Regions from separate parts of the Mus musculus genome. Here all the other regions are linked to region 2. Evidence: chromatin contacts called from public Hi-C and HiChIP or PLAC-seq data. All regions are on one chromosome and are shown on one strand. The core of a region is the stretch at or near the end of the contact, and the rest is flanking DNA. Distances in the headings are between cores, read along the strand shown.

Region 1 (3,013 bases), core at 17-2,516, 330 kb before region 2:
TGCACTGTAAAAAAGGATTAAAAAAATAAAAATAAAATTAAAAAAAGCCAAAGTAAAGATTATCACTAGATAAAATGTAGTTTGACAATGAATATTACTGTAACATACCATTAGAAAGGTAATTTCTAAGGTCTTTTTTAACTGCTCAGCTCAGCCACCATCACACCTTGGTGGGAACTCCCATCCCTAGTACACCAGAAAGTTACCAGAGTTCTTCCTGGTCCTTGAGTGTGCTGGGTTCCTAGGTCAAGCAACACTTCCAACTGCTGCCATTTATTATATTATAGTATTCTCTCTCCCTAGACGATGAACAGCTCAAGGATAGAAACATGTTCTCTTTGCAGTTCACTACAAGATTGGACTCTATTCTGGCACATAATAGATATTATACATCTAATTAGTAGAAGGTGCAAGAGTACTGAGACGGCCCAGAGAGGTCACCCCTGCCCAGGAAGCCTTGCACACTTTTCTTGTTCAACAAGTTAAATACTGAAGAGCTGGATGGACTTACAGAAAACCACAGTGCCTGTGAGCCCAGGGGTGCCACATTTATGGAGTTTGTCTTTTAGATACTACAGTGAGGGTCTGATTACCCCCAAGTATCTGTGGCCTCAGCTTTAAGACCTCTGTAATCTAAGCTCTGTCTGTCTACACACACACACACACACACACACACACACACACACTATACATGCACACATATGGATGTATATTTTGAGATTATTTTACTAAATAATTTTATCTAAAAAATAGTAGGGAAACAGACTCCCTCTTATACTCTCCACTGCAGGTAAAATGATTTCAGTCTGCAAGGTGTAACTTGATTCTGAAACCACTGCTTCCCAGTGTCAAGACACTCTAACAGCAGGCCAAATGCCTCTGAATGCATGTTCAGGAGAGCTGTGGGGAGTCAGGAGTGCTATGTGGCTGACCAAATGTATGACAGCTGCTCGGTGAGGACACATGGGATGAATGAATAAACCACGTGACAGCAGTACAGCCCCAGCACTTGCCTCATGTCTGCTACCCTGGTCGTCTCTCAGTGGGTAATGCTTCTAATTCAGTGACTAGAAACTTGAAAATGATTGCAATGTCCAGGCTGGCTCTTTGTCCCTGGGCTGCGCCTTCTAAACATCATGCAGAAGTCCAAAGTCTCTGGTACTGGCAGGGTTCCCACCTGCAGCTTGCAGGCCAGCAACCCTAGCAGATTACTACTGGTAATCAGGCCCTTCTCCACCCAACACTGTGACTACAGAAAACATTACCTCAGAGGTAAACATGGCAATCATCACCAGGCCCCACCCCACCTGAAAGGAATGATCAGGCGACGGGAGCAACACTGACTGTTGACTTCCTGCTATGGAGACAAACACCCACCTTACCAGACTTTAGCCACTAATGGATCTCTGAACTGCAGGAGTAGACAGTTGTGGATAACTGAGCTGGCCAAGTATATCAAAACACGATATTTTTAAAGGCTCCTGGGACCTAATTTGGCTACTCTGTACACTCTGGGCTAGTGGAGCCAGGACCAGTAAAGGCAGAGCTAGAGCCAGAAGCACCTGCCCGCCTCCAGGTGCTCGGAGGAAAGGCACCAAGAGTTCACCAGGAGAAAGAGGCATGCAGCCTGCAATCAGGTCATTGGGAAGGTAGGGCTGTGTGTGCTGGGTTACAGGTTGCTACTCAACCCTGGCTCCACTGGGCAATCTTGGGCCCCTGCCCATCTGGGCAGGTTTGTCAAATCCCATGTGGATATGCCTACACACACTGCCTCTTCTCTCAGGCTCTACATGAAATGACGATATATTCAGGGAAAACACATTTCCTTCCATTTGTGAAGAGAGAAAACTTAACAAAACCAAACCCAGCAGCAAACAACATCCTGAATCAGAGACATTACCAGTCGTCAGCAGTAGGTAAGAAATTCGTGCTAAATAAAGAACAATGCAGCAGTTTGACCTGGTTCACAGCCTATGCCACCAGACTTAAAATCCCTTGGAGATAACTAGAAATTTCACAAAAATCTCTATCTTTTATACACATCCTTGTACTTTAGTTTTCTTTTCAAGGATCTCCAAGTACCAAACTTACTGAGTAGCTGTCACAGCATGGTGTGACACTAAAGAGAGCTCTTGTTCAAGCACACTAAGCATTTCTGTTGTTCATGTTTTACTGGGCCTATAATAGTGAGTCAGTTTTGTTTTCTGAGCCATCTCATCTGTAAGTGTTCATGGAAGAGACTGATATAGGGTCAAGTCCTCAGATCTAGAGTCTGAAAGGTGCTTCAATCTCTTCTGCCACTCAGTGAGAGGTCACAGCACCCACTTCCCAGGAACAATGTGGAGCTGAAAACAAGATCCACGTGTAAGGCACTGAAGCCAGGGCTTGGCACACACAAACACTCAAGGAACGTCACCTGCTGTTCTCTCCCTCTCTGTAGTAGTCGTGGGGGTGGCTGTGGTGACAGCTGTACACAGAGTCAAGGAGTGTTGCAAGAGTGGAGTCAAACAGCAATGAAAGGATAAAGAACAATGGTAGTCTTACACAGGGCTTGAGTTAGGTAAGCGTGGAATTAAAAAGCCAGCATTGCCTCGTGTGTGCATTAGAAACTAATGGAACCTCTGAAAGCAATATGTCCAAAAGATGCCCCTTCATCTAGACTGAAAGATATTCCAAAGGGCACATGGCTAGGCAGGAAGCAGAGTGAGCAGCAGGTGGAATATTGATGGGCTTTAGCAGCGCTCAGCACACCAGCCCGGGTCACACTCACTGTCATCACTGACTTCAAGAACCCAGAAGACAGACTAAAGCTCAGAAATGATATGGCTACCCTCCATTACGAAAGGTTCTCATAGCCTGGGAGAGTATTAGCCCACATTCCTGAAGGTGTAATCTCCCTGCTAAGAGTCTCCTGGCTTTTTACTTCCTGCTGATTCCCACAGGTGGCACCCCAACTTCCTGAGGGCATGATGTACCTCCTCAGCTATAACTGGCAACTTTATCCATAACTCGA
Region 2 (2,999 bases), core at 24-2,523:
GGTGCCATAGACCTGTAATCCCAGCATTTGGGGAGTAGAAGTAGGAGGATTAGGAGTTTAAGGTCAGCCTCAGCTACGTATTGAGTTCAAGGCCAGCCTAAGCTATATAAGACCCTGAAGCAAGCAAGCAAACAAAAAACCTGTATTGAAATTCCATTTGACCCAGGAGATAGTGGTGCACGCCTTTAATCCCAGCATTTGGGAGGCAGAGGCAGACTAATCTCTGAGTTCAAGGCCAGCCTGGTCTATAGAGTGGGATTCAGGACAGCCAGGGCTACACAAAGAAACCCTAGTTGTGGGGGAGGTGAGAACTTCCATTTGTCCCCAGTCTGAACAGCTGCCCTTAAGAAATCAAACAACAGGGACCAGGGAGATCTGGAAAGTGGTTCTCACCAATGTATACTTTAAAAGCCAAGTGTGTGTTTGCAATGCTAGTCCTAGGAAGGCAGAAGCAGGCAAAGCCTTAGGGCTCACAGGCCAGCTTACTCCACCTGTGGGTGGCAGAGGACAACAAGATGGACATTTTGTGGGAAAAACAAACTTCATTCCGTTGGTCTCTGTGGTTTTCAAATGTTTTGGGATCCTGATTCACCTTATGACTGAAGCCAGTTCCCACAGAGTAAACCCAGCCATGGTAATAGAGGCAGAAGTGTAACAACCAAACTCCAAACACAAGTGGCTGCGTGTGTCTTTCGTAGGCTTGTGTACCTGCCTTCTGGTAATTCTCTCTTCAGCAGACAGGCACTGAGAACAGAAACCTACCTTCACTTAAATACCTGCTGGAATGTAATAATAAATATACTAAAAATGAATAGCATAGAATGCATATAAATAATGAGTAATAAATATCCATCGTTCAAATACCTCCCAGCACAATACTCAGGTAGTTTCCCTCTAATGCATACTTTAGAGACCAGCTCCCTTCTGACTGAAACAGGCTCCATATAACCATTCCTGTCAGAGACTGTGAGGCAGGGCATGCTGGATTTGGGTTGTGTAGACAGACCAGGTTCAAGCCATTGGCAGTGAATCACCCGCTCCACCTTTCAGCATAGCTAGAGTCTGCAAACAATTTTGCCCAGTCCCTTCACTGTCCTCACAGTGTAGACCTGGCTCAAGAGCAGGGGGTGAGGCAGTCACTGTGAGGAAGTGGGGACATTATAAATAACCCAGAAAGAAACCCTCTCCTAACAGCAACTGCTGCAGAGCTTGTGGCCTAACAGCTCAGGCGCAGAAAGGCCATGAATACAACATTGTGCAATGACTAATTACTCTAAGCCCTGTGCATGAGTAGAGGTGCGACCTGCGGCTGCTGCTCAGGCTATCAGATGCCTTTGCTGTGTGCTAATCCAACGGCTCCGTATGTTTAGCAGTTCTCAGAGAACAATGATAATAGTTCAAACAGAAGAAAGCAGCTGGTGGAGAGGAGCGCTGGGCAGAGACGGTCTCAGCAAAGCCTGTAGGATACCAAGTCATATTGGAGTAACTGGTTTCTGTCTAGAATGCTGGAGTCACAGGAAGAAAGACTGCTGACCACAGAAGGCAAGGCCAGTCTTTCTAGCCCAATGAGTCACTATCGGACACTTTGTTTTTAAGTGCCATTTATTCGCAGATATGTAAAGTTGTTTAAGCACAAAGCAGATTAACAGTGCAAGAAGAATAGGGCTTTTCTTCTTCTTTTAGCTTGCACTCAGGATTCCTTCCCTCCTTTCTGAATTATAGAATGAATTCATTTACCGCAGACATTTTTGGGCAAATAGAGGTCTTAGCCTATTTTCAGTCTCCATAAGCCATTTTTCTCCTTGGCTTCCTAGACTGCAGGCAACAGGCAAAACAGCTTTCCCCAAATTTCTACCCCCAGCACAGAGTGAGTTTCAGGTAGAAAGTGAAGCTAGAGAAGGGTTCTCAGAGATTGCTGAATATATGGTGTCCCTTTGGGCTCCAGCTTGGACTGGAAGTAGGGTGAGGGGCACGAAGGGGTACAGGGTTGTCTGCTGTGTATGTTATTGGATAAGTCTGCATTTTATATGAGATCTTTTGGATGCAAGTGTTACTTCAGACCACCCCATCAAGATGTTCCAGAATTGGTGTGACTGGCCAGAAAGAGGCCATCACTGACTGGTGAGGCTGAAAGAGAACCCCAATACACGGGCAGGCCCATGGGGAGCCAGCAAATGACCTCTGTCAATCCAGGAGCCATGTGTCACCAATCAGAGGGCAGCCAACCTGAACACCACAGCCCTGTACACGGGGAAACCTGAGAGCTCTCAGAGTACTGTATCCAGCAGGGGCTTCTCTTGGCTGTGACTCAATTTTAAATAAAATCCCAGTGATACGGTTGTTATTATCACCTGTTATCTTACAAATAAAGGCAGGGTACCAACAAGCGAAGAATCTAGAGCTTTTTGCTGCACAGTAGTTGAAGTATAATCAATGTAGTGAAAACAGGGAGACCAGTGTCCCCTTTAATCTCACCTCGGCCTCTTTGGGCCTGAGAACACTGGAGCATTAGCTCCCTTTGGTTTCACACTTGACCTCCCATTCATCCTTCTCACCCATCTAAATGAAAGCAAGCCTCAGCCCAGAAACCCTGTTCCAGATAGAAATACATAATTCAAGAGAAATACTGATGTCAAAGAAGAGGCACACCAATCTGTGTCAGCGCTCACTGTAAATTAGAGAGGAGTACAGGGAGAGTTTAATGTAATGTAGAATGGAAATTAAAACAGAGCCAATATTTAGGCATTCCTCCGCCTCCCTTCCCCTGCTGTGACACAAAGCATTGACTTTCTCTCTGCCAAGCACTAATGTCATATGTTGTGGGGTTTTTTCTTTCTTCTTCTTTTTTCTTTTTCTTTTTTCTCCTACTGGGATTCTTCTCTAAGTGAAACGTTACATGTTTGTCTCTGGCATCTAAAATTTGACCTTTTCACCTGTTCTGTTCTGATCACAATAGCAAAACTCAGACTTTTCCCTGTCTTCCAATCTACACCCCTCAT
Region 3 (3,054 bases), core at 350-2,849, 430 kb before region 2:
AGCAAGGATCACATTACAGGACTCTGTGGACACACCGGGCGAGTGTCAGCAACCGCTATTGCATCTGGGAGTCCAGCAACTGCTGTGGCAGGGCAACACAGTGCCCAGCCTGTGCTCATCTTGCTAAGCTGTGTGTTCATTCAGAGTCAGAGGAGCAGAGAAAAGAGACAGCTTTGTTCCAAGCTACTAGTGAAACTACCAACCTAAAGGGGGCAGAGGCAGCCTTTCCTAGTCTGCACAAGCTTTCCTGCAGACCAAGTTTGCAGTTTTGGTCAGTAAAGAGCTGGTATATAACAGAAGCTCGCAAAGTAAATTCATTGGGAAGTGAATTCTATAAATGACACCCTTGTTTGCATTGGCTTTGAGTGCAAAAAGGTTAAAAAAAAAATAGGTGCTTCCTAGCTCTCACGTTAGAGGTCCTTTAGGAGCCTCACTGGTTTTCCCCCTAGCTCACATTTTAGGGGGTCCCTTAGGAGCCCTTCCTGGTTTCTTACTAGAGCTTACCAATCACTTCAGCACTTTTGGCCTTCTTCCCCATCCCACTGCTCAGACTGGGAGAGAAGGCGAATCCAGACAGAGCAGGGGTGGGAGAGGGTTGGGCATCTGGGCTCTTGAAGACAGCATGTGGTTCCCTTACCCACTGTGTTTACCAAGCAGATGAGTCAGTATTCAAATCAGCATTCCCTTCCATGTAGGTACACATGGGTGTCCCACCTTGAACCAAGCCGCTGAAGACAATCAGTCCCACGCAGCAAGGAGGGTGTTGGCCCCCTGCCCCCATCTAAATCTGGTAGACACCATGTGTGTCAGAGCCACCAGACCAATGAACAAACACAGACATACAGAAAAAAAAAACCTGTAAAAACAAAGGGGAGTAAGCTCCCCACCCTTTATGCACTTCACAGAGCATGCTCTGTAGTGCCAACTATGGGGAGAAGGAGAGACCTATTTCCTAGTCAGCTCCTTGGTACCTACTTTAGGGACCAGAGTCCTTGTTAGAACTCAGAGCACTTCCAGTTTAAAGGTCAACACATATTCTGTAAAGAGTCAGACATTAGATATTTTCAGCTTGTAGGTCAAATCTCTGTCACAATAACTCGTATCTGCTCTGAACTGATCATGGCTGTAGACAAGATGTAAATGGACAGGGGTAGCTATGTTCTAATAAAACTTTATTCATAAAAACAGGCGCTGGTAGTGCAGATCTCTGACTGTTCACTGATCCCTTATCTAGTCTGCACCTTCTCTGTGTAGAGGTGAATTCCCTCAGGGAATTATGCTGCTGTCCAAGACTGAATTTGCAAGGCTTCATGGTGGGAACAGAGCAGGCCCAAGAGCCAACAAAGTTGAAGGAAAGATGGCTACTTGGATAATTGGAGATTTTAAATAAGACTTTCACCCTACAAGAAGGGACTAACAATTGAATGGAAAATCACAGGTTAAACATCTCTGTTTGGGTCCAATCTGTCTAAGATGGGATACACAACTCATCTCGCACTGATGGAAGAAGGGGTTGTGGCTTTCCTAGTGTATGCTGCTCGTGGTCACTAATCAGCGAGACTCAGACACAGTCTAAGAGTGCCTCAGGAGAAGGGCTGTGGAAAGAAGCCAAAAGGAACTGGAAAGCCACTGCACTTGTCTGTGGACAATAGGAGAAGAAAGCAGCAAATTCGTTTTTTCCAGTCAGCAGTTTGTCTAATTGCACAGAAATGGTCAGGGAGGACAAGCCCTCTTGTCCGGCTGAGAACAGGTTGTTTTGGCTGTCAAGCATTTTCAAAACAAGTTTTCTTGGTCTCCTGACAGGCTGAGGCAAGAACAAGAAAATGAAGAAAGGAAGATCCCATGATCAAGCTTGCGGTTCACGTGGGCCGTCTCTGCCTGAACAGTCAAGTGTGCTTTCAGAACGTCCAGATAAAACTGGTCTTAGGGCTAATATCACCTTGCCAGTGACACTATTTAATGAAGTGATTCGTCTAAGAACTCTCTGGCAGCTGGATAATCAGTCTGGGAGGAATAAGAGGTCAAAGTCACTCTCAGGCACAAGGGTACTCGATTCTGCCCAAACCTAAACCTGCTTTGCTTTAATTCTCACCTCAGGTTACACAGAATCTTCCTGAAGCTGATGTTTAAAACTATCTTCTTTAAGGTGGATTTTTCCATTGCAACCACAGAACACTTGGTCAGGGTGGGGCAGAGAATGTAGCAAGGAAGTGTGCACCAGGCAGGCTAGGATCAGCCTGGTCTCAGGGAATCCACCATTCCCAGCAGCATGGTCTGTTAGGGCTTAGCCACTGCCTTCAAGAGAGGGATCCAAATACATAGCCTAGCGTGGTGTCTCAAAGGAGGGAGCACCGGCCCTAGGGAGGGCTTATCCTGCAATCCACAGAAACTATTCAGAAACAAGAGTGCCTGGAACTCTCAGATCCCCTGAATAATCACTAAGGGCCCAAAGCAGAAGACAGAAGAGATTCGGAACTGGGGCAGAGCGCCTCCTCCTGAACTGCCTTCTCTAGTCTCAGATTCTTGGTGCAGTGACCAGCCAGTCCATTAGCATCCCACATGGGGGATGAGGGTTGCTCTCTCAAATTCAGGAGGAACCCTGTAGAGGAGGCACTCATTGACTCTGAGGCTGGCTCTTCTTCAGTGAGATAAGTTACTAGGCCTCTGAGGCCTCTTCTACCAACTGTCTGCGAGAATGTTCTGAAAAGAAAAATCCTCCATGGAACTTTGAAGCCTGAGGCAGGCAGGTCTGAGCTGTGTTGTGTTTAGGGACACTGAGAGCTGGGAGGGATGTGCAGATCAGCATGTGACATTCCTCCTGCCTCTCCCACTCCCACTCCCACACAGTGGGGACTATCTGCACTGCTGGCTCTGCCCGAGGTCCTCTAGATAGAGCTTTTATTACCTGAGAGACAAGGAGAGTCGATCCTACTTTTAGATATGCAGGTTGCTCTAGCTAAGGACCTGGTTTGGATTGTCCTTCAGCACAGGAAGCCCTACTATGTTCAAGCTTTAGATAAACAGCATTTGACATTTTAGTGTCAATATGTCTTG
Region 4 (2,931 bases), core at 286-2,785, 480 kb before region 2:
CCCAGTAGGTACTCTTGCTCACTAAACCATCTCCCTAGCACGGTGTGTGTGTGTGTGTGTGTGTGTGTGTGTGTGTATGCGCGCGTGCGCATATTTAAGTAAGAACTTTTTTATATATTGGACTTTTGGGGTGATAATTATTTTGATACAAGGTCTTGCCTTAGCCCAGGCTAGCCTAGAGAGATCACAGTAATTCCCCTGCCTTAGCCTCCCAAGTGATGGAATTACAGGTGCAAGTTGCCATACATGTTTGAACTTTATAAAAAATGAGGAAGTATTTCCTATGAGGAACTGGGGCTAGGTGGATGCAGGAATATCGTAGTCTGAGGGGATTTTAAGAAAGGAACTCTCCAAGACGAGGTCAAAGTTCCTACCAGGGGTGCCACTTGCTGAAGGGAGAGACAATTTCAGTCCAGATTGTAGTGGCCACAGAACTGGAGGTCAGGATGCTGGATGGGTAGGCGACTGGGGTCAAAAATCTCTGTAGCTGGAGGAAGAGAAGATGTCTGAGTTAATGCCAAAGCAAGAGGGTCATGATTGGAGGCCAGTGTGGGATGACAGGGGCCAGTGCTCAGGATGGCTGGGACTCCTGAGAGAGGACAGGTCTGCTGACTCTAAGCCTGGGACCAGTTCACGATGTGAAGTACTTAGTCCTTGCATAGAACAAGCCCGGCACTGCACGGTGTTTTGTTATTATTTGTAGGAAGCAATTAAATGTTCCTCCAGCAAAGTGAAAAGGCAGTTCTAGGTGGTAATTGCTTAGTTCTTGCACATGGACAGAACCCATTATCTTTTCTCCTTTCTTCCCTCCCCTTTTCTCCTTTCCAGGTCTTTGAATCAGCCTTGGGGGTAGCCAGATCCTGCCTGATATCTCAGTGGCTTACCAAATCAGCTGCTTGGCCTTGGGCAAACCTAGACCTCATTGTCTATGCAGTGGGTCAGTAATAAAACAATCATGGCAATCCCCACCAGTGCCTGGAGTCTAGGACCACTGAACGCCACAGGCTTGGTCACTGCTCCCAGGCTGAATGGATCCGAGGGGCAGAAAGGGGCAGAGAGCTGACCCAGCTGGAAACTGGATCCTCACGGCCAAAACAGGAACAGGCAGGAGGGGTGATGGGAGCAGTTTCCCACTCATCCTAGCAGGACCAGGAACACAGCCCAGACACTGGAGTTCAGAGACAGAGGAAAGCAGAAAGCTGAGGCCCTTGTCTGTGGTTAAGTGGGCAGTCTAGGCAGTTCCTCATTTAAAATGGGAACCAAGCAACCAGCCACTGCCACAGGCCTCATCCAACCCATTTCCGGCCATAGTCCTACTTGCAAAGGCCCCTGGTCACTGGTCTTTTCCAGGGTCTCGGCAGGGACTCCCCCATTTGGGAGTAGGGCCATCATTCCTCAAGGCACAGTGCTTGTGTTGGATGCTTATCCTAAAAACACCCCATCACTGAACTGGGGAGGGGCAGAGAGGGGAGCAGGAAGGGTGGGGCTGCCCACAGCAGAGGGGTTTGCCAGGCAGAGCTGCCCTTCTAGGACTCTAGAGGACAAGTAATACTGACAGTGATAATGCTATTCTCTCTGTGTCCGGCTCAGCATTCATGGTACAGCCAAGGAAACGGAAGTTCTGAGTGTTTAGCCTTTCTTTACCCGTAAGGGTGGTGGTGAGTGTCAGAACAGGATTGGAATCCAGGTCTCTGGAGCCCAGCACTTTGTGCTCAACATTCTTCCCATACAATCCACAAACAATCAGTGAACCCTGTACCCCTAGGTGCTGGGGTGAGGCCACGGAGAGTCAGGGGGCGTATATAAATGTAAGAATTGCATTTGGGAGATGCAGACTAGACCCAGGAACACTTGACCACTAACTATTGGGAGCCTCACGCAGTTCCCTTTAGGGGGCTTAGAGTCCCTGGTAGAAGATAGGCAGGCACACTGGTAAGAAAAGGAATCAATCAGAAAATGGAGGTATGAGGAATGGCCACATGCTTCCTCATTCTCTCAGTCCCCAAAGGTCTAGGCAAGCCCAATGTGGAGTACCACACCAGGCAGAGGCAAGCAGGATCCTCCCCCAGGGGATCTATCTGCTAGGTTCTGGATCTGAGAGAAGGAGGTGTTAAATTCTAAGCATCCGTAATCCTCCAGGTGTTATCTTTCCCCTTCTGGGCTAGTTCATTACCTAGGCATGTCATCTGTCTCTCCTCTGTCCCCTTGGGGGGTGGGGGTAGGGATGGGATGGGGAGGACAGACGCAGTGGCACAGATACATGGAGGTTAAGATGTCTGCCACATTGTTGGGGGAGTTCTCACTCACTCTCCCCTTTTCAGAGCAAGAGAGCCCCATGCCTTGCCCTGCCTCCCTGTTAAGCTGCCTTCCCATCCTTTTCCCGTTATCAGATAGGCCTCTGGCTTCCACACACTGCTCCTCCTTAAGTCCTTCCATAGACTTCCAAAGCGGAAAGGCCTCCACGGAAGCCACTCGCTTAACCAGCAGACGAGAATGACTCCTCGTCCCTTAGGAAGGGCATGATATGCCTGAGGTAAGAAAGCCAGTGCTGTATGACCATTTAGAAACCAGATATGATAAAATAGCTCCTGAGGGGGCTCTGCATGAACTCAGAGAACAAGGCAATTTTAGGGAAAACAATTAATAGAAAAACAGATCAGTTGACCTGGGCTGGATTACCACGAAAATTACCTTTGTAACTGCCTCCTCTTGGGGACTCAAATTTTCACTGCCAGTAATGGAAGAAGGAGGGCAAGAGAGGACCCAGTGGCCTCAGAGACAGGCCTACTTTATCTGTGCCCGGTCACTCTCCTAGTCCCCGTGTCTCTGTCAGCCTTTGCCTCTGGAACTCTCTGTTGGGGGAAGCCCTGTGTGGGAATCCAGATGCCCCTTTGAGAGAGGAATCTGGCTTTGTTGGGACTTTGCATTGTG
Region 5 (3,115 bases), core at 173-2,672, 300 kb before region 2:
ATTTCATTAAGACATATATTTCTAAGTAACTTGTAATTAGACATATAGGGTTTTTAATAATTATATTTCTGAGGTTTGTAAATGTTACTTTTGTTATTCTACTTACTCTCTATAAACTGACCCACTGTTCATTGGTTCCCTTCTTTATGACAAATCAGTTTCTATCTGTCTCTGTCTGTCTGTCTCTAGCCCCTCCCCGCTTCTCTCTTGGTTCTCAAGCTGGGCCAGAAACTGGAACTCATGACCCCTGGCCTTACCCTCCTGAGTTTGGAATTACAGGCATATGCCACCATATACTTTAGTGTTATGTTACTAGTGGGAATATTCAGTCGGAATTATTCACTTGCATTTATTCATGTAATCAGACTTAAGGAATTATATAAATAAAATCCAACTTTGCTACAAAGCTAGCCAATTCCTGAGGAGTTTAAGTTTTCCAGCATTCTACCCATGACCCCTTTCACTTTTCACTGCTATTGGCAATGAATCAGTTCAGACCTAACCTACAGAATACCAAATCTACACTCACACTCAGACTCTTTCCAAGTGTCATTATACATTTCCTCCTGTCTCTAGGACTTCCGCCTAGAAGGAGGTACTTTCAAGTCACTGAGAGAGATGGTGCATGCAAAGGGCCAACTGAAGCTGAACACAGAGCTAAAGAAACAAACCAGAGGCAGAGACACCACAGGCCTGACAACAGTGGGCTGGCATTGTGTAGCCCAGGACTTGAACTCGAGTGAACTGCAGCTGCAGGGATGACTCCCTGTGGAAACGTGCCCAGAGGAGAAGGATGCAGTCATGGCCATACCAGCTAGTGTGAAGCAGGGACAGAGACAACGGGAAACTATCACTCCTGCTGCAGAACTCAAGCAAGGGCCAGCAGCAAGAAAATTCACCTGGATACCACCCAAGTAGCTCAGCTACCCAAGGTAAAACCAGAAACAGACAGATCTAAATCTAAATGTGCTGTTTGGGGTTCTGCTCCTCTCTACTCTCCCAAAGGTGTCTTCTCTATGGTATTCACTATTTTGGTTAAAAGGGTATCTTACAAGTATAATCCCTCAGCAGCCTAGAACGTTGCCTCAGCACCTTAGTCCTGTTTCCTCTTCCTCATAACTGTCCATCCCAAGCCAGCACCCTCTACATAACCATATTTATAAATCACAATTTTTAAAAAAAGATTTTATTTATTATTATACACAAGTACACTGTAGCTGTTTTCAGATGCGCCAGAAGAGGGCTTCAGGTCTCATTATGGGTGGTTGTGAGTCACCATGTGGTTGCCGGGATTTGAAATCAGGACCTTTGGAAGAGCAGTCAGTGCTCTTACCCGCTGAGTCATCTCTCCAGCCCCCTATAAATCACAATGTTGAGTGTATCCATTTTTTTCAAGGCTCCTATAACTAAGTGCACACAGACTGAGTCACTGAACACAGAAGTGCACTTCCTGGTTTAGAGGTAAAGTGCTGGCTGCTGAGTCTCTTCTCAGCATGCTTTCATAGACTTCTCCCTCTGCCTCTCATCTTCCTTTTCTGGTAAGGACCCCAGCCCTACTGACTAAAACACTCCTAAACAACGTCAATTTAACTTAACATCCACTGAAAGGACCCATCTCCAATACAGTCACTTTCTGAGGTCTTGGGGATGGGACCAGAGCATATGGATTTTAAGCAAATACAACTGAGCCTATGACATTGAGTGTGTGACTCACTCATTTTAAACACATTGAGTGTGTGTTTAAAAGTTGTCATTGCTCGTACCTTCTCTTTTCTGAAAGATATATGTGTGTGTGTATATATGCATATATAATATATATGTATATTATATATATGAATGATTTTTAAGCCTTATTTGCAAAATAAGTGAGCTAGGCTGCTGCCCACCTTGAGTTCTCAGCTTTACCTTCATCATTTCTTATATCCTAGTTACTGGCCTCTCTGGACCATTTACCATTTTGCAAACACATCTTCCATATATGCTGTTCTATGTCTAGAATAAACACATGTCAAATAGTCTGGGAAGGTATTTTTGATGCCTGAGGCAGAGCCAATTACACTCTTGCCATTCTTCAAAGAACTTTGAACTCTACTATTATAGTGTGCATCACCTTGAATTGTAATTAATCCTTTATATGCCTTTCTCCCTCACTACAATGGGAATTCCTTGAAGGCCAAGACCACGTCTGGTTTTACTTATTGCTGACTCCTTTGTACCCAGAGCTGTACCTGGTACACAGCAGGAGCTAAATATATATGTGTATTTCTTGAACAAAGGAAATGAAAAAGTAAGTGAACACATGAACAAAAGAGAGACAGAAGAAAGGGTTTGACTTAGTATTTAATAGCTAGGACGGTGGCACGGAACGCACCGAACTTAAGCACAGGCTTCAGAGCGGCCTGGCTGCATAAAGTACTGACTGAGCCACAGGGAGAACAGATACAATGAAGGGATCTGGAGTTGTTTACTTGAAGGAAAGTCATAGAAGCAGATTATCTTTGGGGTAAGAAGGAAATGGGTTGAGAAAAAGCCTATAAACTTCTTGGAAGCCAGTGCACCAACACACATGTGACAAGGCGAGCTGAGCTGTACTCAGATCCAAGAACAAAAGGTTCCCAGTTTAAGCTATGGAAGGGTCCATTCCAGAGAGCAGCTGGGCAGAACTTCCTCACATGAAGACTTCTTAATGTATGGGAAAAAGAAAGAGCAAAACAAAACAAGCAAGAGCAGCAAAAGGGGATAATTAGTGTAAACAGTTTAAGGTTTCTTTTTCTTCCTTTTTTCTGTAATGCACTAGACAAACCCCAAGAAGAGGGGAAGCGTTGTGGGATAAACATCTGTTCACTGAAACCTGACAGAGCCCTTCACAGGCTCTGTGGCCTGTGCGTGTCCTTATGTGCCCGAGGTTGCTATTTGTGCTTCCATGGCCTGGACAGCTCAGAAAGTGGCCTGTAGCAGGCCAGAGCACACTTGCTCACTCCAGCAGGGCTGTGGGGGCAACTTTCTCTGCCTTGTGTTTGATATAACAGAAACCACATAGAAAAGCAAATACCAAGTATCTGTGTGGAACTGCCCAGCCTTGCTTGCATACATTTCTAACACTACTATATCTGAC
Region 6 (2,928 bases), core at 302-2,801, 380 kb before region 2:
CCATGATAGCTGGTGGATACCTAGCATTATACTTTAAAGAATGTTTCATTGTTAAGTTGTGTTTGTTTGGCTTTTGAGACTGAGTCTCATTGTACACTTGTGATCCTAGCCCCTGAGCCTCCCAAGTGTGGGCATTACAGGTATGCACTATCATGTCTGTATGGTTTATATGTTCATTTGCCCCAAGAATGTGAGCCATTTCAGAGAAGATCCCAAGCATCCTGGCATCCCCATGGCTTAAAAATGCCTGAAGCACAAGAAGGTCAAATGACTGTGCAATGAGTAGACACCTTCGCAGGTCTACCTGGAGGCCACAGGGAAGAAGGAAGAAAGGGAGGGGTGGGGGAAGGCAAGGAAGGAGGAAGAAAAGGAGGCATAGAGCAAGGAAGAAGTAAGACAGCGTCTCTCCATCTATCTCAGTGCTGGATTTGAACTCGGGCCCTCATTCATAGTAGGCAGACACTCTGACTGATATTCCCAGCTCTCCATTTCTTGATAATATGATCATGTATCTAAAAATCCTAAGGAATCAACTAAAGCTCAACATAAAAGCAAAAATAACTGCCTTCTCTGAAAGCTCATGGTATTTAGAATATGCTAATCTGGAACTCACTATGTAGCCCAGGCTGACCTGAAACTCACATGGTCCACTAATATTTTTACAAAGATACTAAAGCAATTCAGTGGGGGAAATTGGGTCTTTTTGATCAATGTTTCTAGAATGAAAATTAAAAAAAAATATATACAAATCATGTCCCTCACTTCACACCATACATAAAGTTGAGGCAGAATACAGACCTGTATTCATGAATTAAAACTATGAACTTTCTACAAGGAAACAACTTAATTAGGGTGGGCTCTCTGCCTACCATGCTGCTACTGCTGCTCAAAGCTTGTCGAGGAGAAGTCTGGACTTCCAGTGATACCATCTCAAAAAAATTAATTTAATTTAGGAAAATTTGAATTGGATTAGGTGACTTAATTAAGCAGGATGCAAAAAAATGTTCTATAAAATTAAGAAGTGATAAAAAGAGACCTCATAAAAATTGTAAATGTAGTTTTTGGAAAGATGCAGTTAAACAAACAAACAAATAACAAATGGCTCTGTTAAAGTTTATAGAACACGTTACTGACAAATGGATCCCAGCCAAGTTTATAAAGAATTCTTAAGTCATAGATAGGGATAAGGCCCCATGGTATAGCATTTGCCCAACATGCTGGAGGCTCTGTGTTTGATTCCCAGGACAAGGGGAGGGGAGCTCAAAAACTGAAAAATGAGATAATAACATGCCAATTAAAAACAGAAAAAAGATTTCAACAGACCCTCCCATTTCCCACACACTCCCTCGGTGGTTAGCACACAGAGCACTCAGCAGCACTGCACATGAGGGATTGCATATTAAAAACCCCAGGACAGTCTCTCAGACCCCACTGTGGCTGCGATTAGAGACTGATGATAGCGAGAGCCGGAAGGCATGCGAAAGAACAGAAACCTCACGCTCTGTCGGGAAGACTGTAAAGAGTCACACTGCTTTACAGCATGGTGGTGGATGACTGAGTTAAACACACACTGGATGGGTGACTCAGCATTCCTACCCCACAGTTAACTAAGCAGAACTAAAAGCATTGTCAAAACAAAGATCTCCCTTAAATTACATCCAAGGAGCACTATTCGTAATCACCAGATACTGCAAAAAAACCAATATTCACTATCTGGGGTGGAATACTACTCAGTAACCAACAAGGACGCAACTCTAAAACACATAAGCCAACATGTACAGACCTCAAAACACACTATACAACAGAAAACAAGAAAAACATTATATCCGTGTGGTCCCACTATAAAGCAAATATTGTAAATTCTATAGTAGCAGAGCTGACAAATACATTCTGTAACTGCTAAAAATTCTATTCAAAGCTGACGTAAAGATTGAATGGCTCATAGTCTAAGTGAGGTAGCTAGTAACTCTCTGCAATGTCAGGTATTACATAGGGTAAGATCTTGCCTCTTTTAAGGGTGAATTGATACTCTTAACAGTTTCTTACCTCAGCAGATTTTCTTAACCATACTCTGAAAAGAAAAATAGAAGGTGATGTCCATAACTGAGGACCACCGCTTTTCTTTAGGGACACTTCCGAGATTCAGGGATCCTGTTTTGGATCCTGATCTGGACAAGCTAGCTGTAAAGACAATATGTCCGAGGGACTGGAGGGATGGCTCAGTGGTGGAGAGTGCTACTGATCTTCCACAGGATCTGGATTCAATTTTCAACACACGTCAGCAGCTTTACACTGTGTGTAACTCCAGACCCAGGGGATCCAGTACCCGTTGGACTCTGTGGTCACCTGCATGCATATAATGCACACAATCTCATGCACAAGAATAAACCTTGCAAAGAAGAAGGCATATCTGAGACCAACAGGGAAGCTTATAGGCAGACTGAGAATTACCTGACGTTAAAGAATTAGCTATAAGAATGTAGGATGCATTCCTTAGAAATCACCACTGTTAGAGATACACACAGATGCATACGGAAGTATTCATAGACGATACAAGAGATGTGGTTTACACTTGCTTCAAAATACTCCAGAGAATTCTAAAAGCAAATGACAAGGAGGTTTGGGAGAAGAGACAAGAGACAAAGCTGCAGTGCAGGTGTTGCACACACAAGGAGCCTGGGCGACTTCTGCTTTCACCTGTGCTTGTTACTTTCTCTATTGCTCGTGCACTGGGGCGTGATCTCACGTTCTTGCATGTGCTTGGCAAGTGTTCTACCATAAGCTATACAGACAGCTTACTTTTTACATTTTGAGATGGGACTCAGGTTGGTCTTGAATGTACATTGTACCGGATCCTTAGCATGGACTTGTGGGTCCTTCCAGCCTCAGACTCCTGATGTAGCTGGAATATAAGCTGGTACCACTAGG

The links. Hi-C and Micro-C count contacts between places; a contact is called where the count stands out from the background. HiChIP or PLAC-seq counts read pairs in DNA pulled down with a chosen protein or histone mark.
Region 1: a FOXA1 HiChIP or PLAC-seq map of pancreatic cancer cells shows a contact between it and region 2. The contact joins two enhancer-like sites. A contact is called at or near these places in 1 of 484 Hi-C or Micro-C datasets (myocytes), 5 of 115 datasets of contacts at active chromatin or transcription factors (acute myeloid leukemia, embryonic stem cells, extraembryonic endoderm stem cells and 2 more) and 2 of 9 other capture datasets (adipose tissue and liver).
Region 3: a contact with region 2 is called in a FOXA1 HiChIP or PLAC-seq map of pancreatic cancer cells. The contact joins two enhancer-like sites. A contact is called at or near these places in 1 of 484 Hi-C or Micro-C datasets (bone marrow-derived macrophages), 7 of 115 datasets of contacts at active chromatin or transcription factors (acute myeloid leukemia, cardiomyocytes, embryonic stem cells and 2 more) and 3 of 9 other capture datasets (adipose tissue, embryonic stem cells and liver).
Region 4: a contact with region 2 is called in a Hi-C map of bone marrow-derived macrophages, with 20 read pairs. The contact joins two enhancer-like sites. A contact is called at or near these places in 1 of 484 Hi-C or Micro-C datasets (bone marrow-derived macrophages) and 6 of 115 datasets of contacts at active chromatin or transcription factors (the HPC-7 cell line, embryonic stem cells, epiblast stem cells and 2 more).
Region 5: a FOXA1 HiChIP or PLAC-seq map of pancreatic cancer cells shows a contact between it and region 2. The contact joins two enhancer-like sites. A contact is called at or near these places in 5 of 115 datasets of contacts at active chromatin or transcription factors (acute myeloid leukemia, epiblast stem cells, extraembryonic endoderm stem cells and 2 more) and 2 of 9 other capture datasets (adipose tissue and liver).
Region 6: an HNF4G HiChIP or PLAC-seq map of pancreatic cancer cells shows a contact between it and region 2. The contact joins two enhancer-like sites. A contact is called at or near these places in 1 of 39 promoter capture datasets (cranial neural crest), 1 of 484 Hi-C or Micro-C datasets (nephron progenitors), 4 of 115 datasets of contacts at active chromatin or transcription factors (the NIH/3T3 cell line, embryonic stem cells and pancreatic cancer cells) and 1 of 9 other capture datasets (pancreatic islet).

What each region holds. Positions count from the first base shown.
Region 1 is chr5:31,966,369-31,969,381 of GRCm38.p6, reverse strand. The region is part of intron 7 of Babam2 (BRISC and BRCA1 A complex member 2); the gene reads right to left. Among named protein-coding and RNA genes, the nearest start is that of Gm52770, 31 kb to the left of the region's middle. Within about 2 kb of position 1,266, at least 67 of the 459 cell types and tissues checked have an H3K27ac peak or open chromatin away from gene starts, as enhancers often do. A contact at or near this core is called in myocytes and pancreatic cancer cells, where this site is marked.
Region 2 is chr5:31,635,370-31,638,368 of GRCm38.p6, reverse strand. All of the region lies in intron 7 of Rbks (ribokinase), which reads left to right. The region is part of intron 2 of Gm38424 (a long non-coding RNA gene); the gene reads right to left. Among named protein-coding and RNA genes, the nearest start is that of Mrpl33, 23 kb to the right of the region's middle. Within about 2 kb of position 1,273, at least 95 of the 459 cell types and tissues checked have an H3K27ac peak or open chromatin away from gene starts, as enhancers often do. A contact at or near this core is called in the NIH/3T3 cell line, bone marrow-derived macrophages, myocytes and 1 more, where this site is marked.
Region 3 is chr5:32,068,561-32,071,614 of GRCm38.p6, reverse strand. All of the region lies in intron 11 of Babam2 (BRISC and BRCA1 A complex member 2), which reads right to left. Among named protein-coding and RNA genes, the nearest start is that of Gm40277, 20 kb to the left of the region's middle. Within about 2 kb of position 1,599, at least 43 of the 459 cell types and tissues checked have an H3K27ac peak or open chromatin away from gene starts, as enhancers often do. A contact at or near this core is called in pancreatic cancer cells, where this site is marked.
Region 4 is chr5:32,111,010-32,113,940 of GRCm38.p6, reverse strand. No RefSeq gene overlaps it. Among named protein-coding and RNA genes, the nearest start is that of Gm36665, 8.6 kb to the left of the region's middle. Within about 2 kb of position 1,535, at least 75 of the 459 cell types and tissues checked have an H3K27ac peak or open chromatin away from gene starts, as enhancers often do. A contact at or near this core is called in bone marrow-derived macrophages, where this site is marked.
Region 5 is chr5:31,934,393-31,937,507 of GRCm38.p6, reverse strand. The region is part of intron 7 of Babam2 (BRISC and BRCA1 A complex member 2); the gene reads right to left. Among named protein-coding and RNA genes, the nearest start is that of Gm52770, 63 kb to the left of the region's middle. Within about 2 kb of position 1,422, at least 41 of the 459 cell types and tissues checked have an H3K27ac peak or open chromatin away from gene starts, as enhancers often do. A contact at or near this core is called in pancreatic cancer cells, where this site is marked.
Region 6 is chr5:32,014,779-32,017,706 of GRCm38.p6, reverse strand. All of the region lies in intron 10 of Babam2 (BRISC and BRCA1 A complex member 2), which reads right to left. Among named protein-coding and RNA genes, the nearest start is that of Gm52770, 17 kb to the right of the region's middle. Within about 2 kb of position 1,551, at least 38 of the 459 cell types and tissues checked have an H3K27ac peak or open chromatin away from gene starts, as enhancers often do. A contact at or near this core is called in the NIH/3T3 cell line and pancreatic cancer cells, where this site is marked.